Linked DNA regions of Manis javanica: region 2 is linked to region 1. A link is a contact called in public Hi-C data. All regions are on one chromosome and are shown on one strand. Each heading gives the region's core, a stretch centred on a gene start, on an enhancer-like site or on the middle of the called end of the contact. The rest is flanking DNA. Distances are from core to core; before and after follow the strand shown.

Region 1 (3,832 bases), core at 25-2,524:
ATCACCTTTTCGTATTTTAGGGTTTTTTTATCTTTAGTTTTTCTGCCTGTATAAATTATATAAACTAATTGAACAAGATTCATTATGGAAAAATCTAAGAAAGTGAAACTGTGAAGACCATCATAAATGTTTTGATGACCATGTTTTATCTATATACCTATGTAATTTAATTTAGGTATATAAGATAATCTTGTATACTTAATTCTAAATATGAAGTGGTCTTACTACCCTCATTTTATAGTCTAGGAAATAGAAGCTTCAAACTTTAAATATTAATATGCCTATAATCCCACAGTTAGAAATTGAGTGTTAGAGATGCAAATCCCAGAAAAATGCTTTAAGATTTTTTTCTTTTAATCAAATGGATAGGATTTGATCTGGGCTTGATAAAGGACACTGTCAGCACTAAGGGATGGTGACAACGATGAAATTGGGAGGCTATTAAAAATAGTTCAATACGGCTGGACTGCCCTAGGCAGTTGAGGACCGACAGACGTGAGAGGCTGTTGACAATCAGGTGTAGGTGCCAAGAGATCCAATTCTAACCAAATGCTTTCCCCCTAAGACTGAGAAAGATCAGATGCCCAGGTCTGCCACGATCTTTAAGGATGCTAAAAAAACCAAAAAACAAAACTATTGTTCTTATTAACTCTCTTTTGTTAAATTGTCCAAGCCTGCCTACATTAATAGAAAAATAGGGCAGTAGCAGCCCCTGGGGTATTAATTATCACACTATTAAAACAATTTTTCGAGCGTCAAGTCCCTTCGCGGCTGTCCTGATAGGGGGGCAGTGAGGTGCCAGTGGGGGCCATTCTAAGTTTATAAATGTTACAGAGCGAGAGAAAATAGAACAGCGGGGATTCCGCACACCGAACTCCGGCTGCCTCCAGCGTTCCGCGGGTGTAGAGGCAAGCAGCGCGCGCTCGCGGGTCCGCATATTTAAACAACCCGAGACCACGTGACCACTTGCCCTCAGCGCTACTGGGCCTCCGACTGTCGTACTCGGCTTTGGCGCCGAACCTTTCCCCCCTGTGGACGCAACCATTGGCTTCGCGCTCGGAGAATAGACGGACCAATCTCACGATCAAGGCCTTTCCGAAGGAAGCTTCCGACTAAGTTTCAAGAAAGTTCAGCTACAAATTGAAGACTCAAATGAAATATACTTAAGGATAACGCAGAAGACTCCTTTTGCCGAAAAGCAAGAGCAGACCTGACCTGGACCTCCCCTACACTCTCTGGGGGCCGCGAGGGTGGTTCCGTCCGAGGCTCTGACTCCGCCTCCACGGGTGCCGCCATTTTGTTTGGCTGGAGGGGAGCCGGGCGCTCTGGGGGAGGGGTCTCGCAGGCGCCTCACCTGGCCTCGCCGCAGAGCTGGTTCTTCTGGAGCTGGGGGAGGCCGTTTCCCCCGCAAGGGGCGCGGAGCCATGTACATAAAGCAGGTAAGGCCTATGCGTCCTTCCCGCCTCTCGCGGGCCAGAGAAGACCGCTCCCTGAGGCAGGGGTTTCACTGCGTGACCCGCGGCCTCTCACCGCCGCGCTCGGGGGGACCCGGGGCTGGAGGGGCTGGCGGGTGCGGGAGACCCCGTCCCGTGAGCACGGAGTCCGCGGAGAATTGCGGCGCGCCTCTGCAGCCCGGGCTCCCCGCAGGGCGCTGGCCTGAGGGAGGCTGCAGCCTGGAGAGGTGCAGAGGGCCGAGGCGGGCCTTTGGGAGGGAGGGACCCGGGGGTCCGGGGCCCCTGGTGACACAACGGGGGTGGCAGCGCCGGGCAGCCGCGTTGTCCTGCGGCCATGGCCCCGCGCGGGCTTTTGCTTGGGCTGTGTGGAGGGGAGGTGTCCCCGGCCTGGGGGCGCAGGCTGGTGTGTCTGCTTAACCAGGGTCCCTCTGCTGCAGTTCCCGGAGAAGCAAAGGGACCTTCCTTCTTGCAGAATGTGTAGCGCCTCCTCATTCACTTTACTTCTGTCAAAATGGTCTTAGCGCGCAAGAGTCCATCACAAAGAAGAGCCCATTCAGACTCTTTCGGAAATTTCTCTCTTGGATATGTTGGACTCCTACTCCTTTATTGGAACGTGGACCCTCTTTGGCTGGCCTGTGTGTCAGGAAAGCTGGGGCCCTCCTGCCACTTAATACACTTTTACTGTAACACTGGGATGGTTAGTGTTCCAATGAAACTTAGGAGGTGGACTTGAGAGTCCTGAACAGGTTCCTAAAAATCAGCACTGGCAATGGTTACTGGTAAACGGACTGTCCTTGGATTTTTAACCCACACTTGCCAAAATGACTTTTTCAAAATGAAATGGAAAGTTTTCTATGTTGCATTAAATGAGAAATCATAAAGGGAAGAAGTGCAAAAGAAAAATGTTAGTTTAGAAGTTACTTCTTTTTGTGTGTGTTCTGAGAGAAATCTCTTTTATTAGGTTATTATCCAGGGTTTTCGAAGTTACAGAGATCAAACAATTGTAGATCCCTTCAGTTCAAAACACAATGTTATTGGTAAGTGTTAATGATTTACAAGGTGAGATTTATTTTTCGGTGGCCTCTTAAATTCGTTCTATACGTAGGCTTAATGGAGACAATTGTCTTTGAATATTTCATGAATATATTTTTATCTTTTTCTGTATGAAGTAATTTCTGTGTCTTGGCACTGATGAGTTGTTTATTTAATATGTTTAAAATACTTGGATAAGATAATCATAACTTATTTTTATTTGGTGAGCCTTGTGTGAAAGTTTTAGTGACTTTAAAGTGGATAACAGTTTTAACATTTGAGCTATTCTGTTCATGATATGTCACTTAATCAAAATGTCGACTATTGCCTTATTTCAAAGGTGACCTTTCTTTTCTTTTTTCCCCAAATTAGATTGTTGTCAGTTTTTCTCTTTTCTTTCTTGTTTCAACATAACGACAGACCACACTAGTGGGGAGAGTTTTAAATTTGGGAAAGTAACAGGACAGGGTCCAAGTCCTAGTTCTGGCCTGTATTCTTTTTCAAGCTTTACTCCCCAAGGGGCTTCAGTTTTCTTCAGTGTTTTTGTTAAGTGAGGACAATGACCCTTGTCTCACTGGGAAGATTAAATGAAAAAGTGTATGTGTGAGGATAAAGGGCTAGTGGCGGTTGCCGTACCATATGTAATTAGTCTATAGAATCTTCAGATGGTAATGACAGTTTTGCTGATACAGCGAGCAAGTGTTCTCTGATGTTCTAAATTTTTTAAGGATAGAGAAAGGAGTGCTTTTGGACACCAGAAGTACTGAATGCTATTAACACAGCTACAGGGCTGCTTGCTATCCATTGTCCTCACAGGGTATATTGGTATTAGTGTGCTAGGTCTGCCATAACAAAATACAGATTGGTTGGCTTAAACAAGAGAAATTTATTTTCTCCTTGTTCTGGAGGCTAAGGTCCATGATCTGGGTGCCAGCATGGTTAGTTCTGGAGGCCACCATCTCTATCACAATACGTCTTCTTTGTTTGGTCTCTTTCCCTCCCCTTCTTCCTCTGTCCATCTTCCTCTTCTGTGAGAGCACTAATCCTATGATGAAGGACCCAGCCTCATGACCTCATCCTAATTACCTCCCAAAGGCCACCATCTCCAACCACATACCATTACGTTGGGGGTTAAGGCTTCACCATATGAAGGCTTCAAAACAAATTAAATCCATGGTGTGGGGTGAACTGAGATTCATTATAGGAATCAGTGAAGGGCAAATACGAAATGCTGATGTTCCCAGGGAACCTTGGATAATCATACTTTATTTTGAAATAAATAATAAAATTTTCAAATTGAGGGCAAGGAAAAAACCTGGTCTTGATACATCAATTACAGCTTTGTT
Region 2 (4,017 bases), core at 905-3,404, 190 kb before region 1:
AGTGCAAGTTTTAAAAAGCAGGTTTCATACTCTCCCATAATAAAACATTAACATCGCCCCTTCACATTGAACTCAATTTAACTTCAGCAAGTGTTAACAATATAAATCCCAGCCTTAAGTTCAAATATTATGTAACATTTATGCAGAAAACAAGTATCTTTAGATATTTTGATAATGTTTTCAATACAAGGTAGTACCTGCTAGCTTTGAAACACACATACATAGACTCATCTCATCTTCAAAGAATCTTGTGACATTAAAAAGAATCTTAATCAGGTTATATTTTTCTCCTTTAATTTCATTTACCTTTGAACTACATTTCCTTTGCCACATCTTTAAAGAGAAAAACACTTTACAGGGTAAAGTTGTATGCACCTCTTTAGGAAGTTTGAGACTTCTAAAATCAACTTTTTTTAAAAAAATCAAGTGGGCATATAAAATTTTCATGACAAAGAACAATGCTTCACTCATTTTAATGTATGAAAACTGAGGAATCAACCCTACTTTTATAAGCCAAGTATGCTTATGTACATATACCCATGTACACACAAACACAAGGTGGAGGGGGGGAGGGGGGACACCCCCTCCAAAGGGTGCTTTGGATTTTAGTAAATAATTTGAAAAATACAGAAACACTTCTTCCAAGCAATGTAACTATGTTTCCTCATACTTACTTGCAAATCTTTCTTTAATTTTAGTAAATCTTCATTTTCTCCATTTCCAGACAATGCAGCTTCAACCTGTTGGAGTTGAGCTTTGTAGCTTGCCAGCTGCTTTGCTAGGTCTTCTGACATCTGGGGAAAATAAAAAGGGTACGACCATGAAAACTGAACAAGAAGCAAACCATAAAAAATAATTTCTCTGCTGAATTAACAATCACCAACTCCTTATTGTAACTCATTGCAGCTTTAGTTATCACCACTACCTTTACACATAACTCAGAGAAAAGCTGTGAGCCAAACCACAAACTGCAAGGCAAAGTATTCTGAAGATTATAAACGTCAGATAAATTTCATACAGAAACAGAAAACAAAAGATAAGAGGGAAAAGGAGACTCTAATTTTAAACTCCTGTAACAGAAAGGTACTGTATTCGCCTCAATTAACAGGGCGGTTGTTAGCTTCACCAAAATACACACACACACACACAAAACACTAAGCTGTTTGTTGGAAGAGTCAAGACTTTCGAAAAAATTTTTAGGCACTAAAGAATACTTCCAAAACCAAATTGCCTGTGGATTAGCTACACAAAACATCTCTTTACGTCAGCTATTCGATTAATAACGTATTTAGACGGTCTGCTCCAGAGCAAAAATCTCACCCAGCCACTTAACTAGTGCCGATGCACTTAACATATTAAGTAAAAGAAACGGCACAAATCCCATTTAGGCACTCTAAGGAACGTGCCTTTCACCCAGTCTGGCTCATTCTTCACCCTAAAATAAGATACGAAAGGATCCTCTCTTGATTTATGAACCAACGCGGGGCTTCCGAGGTCCCTTCTCTTGTCTTACAATTACCATCCAAAGACAGCCTGGAATCTGGAAGGACTCCAAAGAGGTTAGGGGAAGCCAGGCGGCTCTCCTCCCAGGCACCCAACCTCAAAGCCCGCTACGGCTTGGCCGATCATTTCAGACCTTGGAAATCAAGTATCAGCTTCCAGGGAAACCGAGAAGCGAACGGATCTGACCCCAGCGGCGCTGAAGCCCCACCCGCCCGAAGAGGCTCCGCAGGGAGAGGCCGAGGGCGTCCCTAAGAGACTTCCCGCGCCCCAACCCCACCCTGTTCCGTGGGTTACTGGCGTTCGTCGCCACGGCACGGAAAGCCTCCGCCGGTGCGCGGCCGCTCCGGGCCCACCTGGGTGGGAGAGGAGGCCGCGGCTCCTAACACTCCAGCGGCGCCCAAGCCTCTCGAGCGCGGCCGCGGCCTCGGCCTCAGGCCTCCGCTCCCACTCAGGAGAGGCCGAGGCCCGGCGCGGCCTGACTCTCCCTCACCAAGCTTGTTACCTTGTGTGGGGTTAGGGACGGGGCGGCGGGAAGGGGTCGGGGCAAACGATCCCAGTGGTGTTCGTGGCGGCTGATGCAGCAGCAGGAAAAATCTCGGCGGCGACAAGAACGACTCCGTCCGAAAAGGAAGAATTGGGTCGGCGGTGAGGGGGAAGGGTGGAAAGCCGGACGCTGGAAAAGGAAGACTTAAGTGAGTCAAATCTCGCGAGAAATCTTAAAACCCTCGCGAGACTTCGCTGGAGTCGCGTGATTCTTAGGCCACTCTAGGCTGCAGTCCTTTACTCGCATTAGGGACGCCGAGTGGGCGGGTTTTAGTAGGAAGGAAGACGCGTGACTGGGCTTCTCCTGCCGCCGGTTGTGAGTTCGTCTCGACTCAGTTCCGGTTCGGAGTGGGGCGCCTTTGGGTTGTTTCAGGGGTGGTGCTGTCGGGAGTTTCCTGAGGTTCCCATCGGGAAATGGCGTGTGCCTGCTTAGGCCAGATGTGTGGGGAGGTAGGAGGAACGGAGATTTTATACTAGTGTTTGGTTGTCAAAGTGCGGTCGCTGTCCTAGTAGCAACGCAAATTGTCAACACCCACCTCGGGGAGATTGATTTATTTAAAACCTACTTTCGTTAGAACCTGTTTGGTTTAAATTAATTACATAGGTTAATCTCGCCTGATGGGTAGCAATCTCCAAGTCACAGTCTTGAATGATAAGCGGAGTGAATACTTCCGTTTGTGTTTAAAGAGAAATGTGCATTATGTTTGTAATAAAATATTTCTGGACGGATACGTGAATCTGGAGATTTGGAGGGGAGGCCAAATGTTTTCACTGATTACCTTTCACTGATTATTCTCTACATTATATATATATATTTTTAACAATTAAAAAAACTAGCTGGAAAAGATAAAATCCTGAGACACAGACAATACGAATGCCAGGAAGAACCTTCCCTGAGAGACTGGAGTCTTGCTGGACCATTACGAAGGCCCGCCTCTCAAATAGGCTAAGTGTTGGACTGTGACATCTTGCTTCAGTGCGATCTCGCTTTTTTTTTTAAGGGGCCCTCCCATTTCTTATTTCTATATACATGCATATCCCTCATACAGAGTCAGATAACCTATAGAGATGGAAACTAGACCAAAGTTACGATGACTGGAGTGGCAGTCCATTTGTAAGAATTGAAAATTCTTAACTGCAGAGGGCAGCATTGTTTAGCTAGAATTAAGAGGGAAGATAAACCAGAAAGGATACTTTTCCTTAATGTAGTAGACATTTGTTCAAATACAACTGACTGCTCCTACTCTAATTGTGTATTGTAAGAACTAATGCCTGAAGGATCTTCCTCAAATATAAGATAAATTATATAGTTGTAAAAATCTCTCAAATAACTCTTCACAAACCCCCTAGATCAGAAAATAGGAAAACATTTATTCTAAGCTCCAGTATAGATTGCTGTAACGTTTTGATAGCTTTTGTTTAAAGGATTGCTTTTAATCTCTACTTCTGTGCAATATAGATTATATTTGGAAAGAAAAGCTATACTGAATTTTAGTTCTCACAAAAAGGTAACAGTTTTATGTACCAAACACCTTTCTAAGCACTTTACATGTATTTATTTAATTTTCACAATGATTCTGTGTACTATTAAAGACAAAACTGGAGCAAGTACAAGTTTTCACTAAGTGATACTTCAAATAGGCATTCTGAATTACCACCTCCTTTGAAGTATCAAAATCTACTTTCAATGTCTGATTTTTCTTAAAATATCCTCAAATTTAATCATGTTTATTCTTCCAAAAACAGTATCTCAAATCTCTAGTTCTTTAAAACTGGTATTTATTTTACTGAAACCCAGTAAGCAAATAAATTTAAAGACTCCAAACTGTCATCAGAATATATGGTTTTACCTTTCACTACTAAAGAAAGTTGAAGTGAAGAAGCTGCCTTTGGAAATGTGCCAATCCACTGCAGAGCAGTATGCAATAAACTAATGCATGTTAGCAATAAACTAATGCATGTTAGTTAAAT

The links. Hi-C and Micro-C count contacts between places; a contact is called where the count stands out from the background.
Region 2: a contact with region 1 is called in a Hi-C map of blood, with 6 times the contacts expected there. The contact joins the promoter of SMNDC1 here to the promoter of SMC3 in region 1. A contact is called at or near these places in 2 of 2 Hi-C or Micro-C datasets (blood and fibroblasts).

The regions. Positions count from the first base shown.
Region 1 is chr7:18,693,253-18,697,084 of MJ_LKY, reverse strand. It overlaps SMC3 (structural maintenance of chromosomes 3), which reads left to right and starts at 1,274. Exons shown (of 29, transcript XM_037001352.2): 1 at 1,274-1,439; 2 at 2,416-2,491. The coding sequence starts at 1,425.
Region 2 is chr7:18,884,138-18,888,154 of MJ_LKY, reverse strand. It overlaps SMNDC1 (survival motor neuron domain containing 1), which reads right to left and starts at 2,154. Exons shown (of 6, transcript XM_017677535.3): 1 at 2,006-2,154; 2 at 675-794. The coding sequence starts at 794. LOC108407921 (a long non-coding RNA gene) reads left to right here and starts at 2,034. Exons shown (of 5, transcript XR_012133031.1): 1 at 2,034-2,195.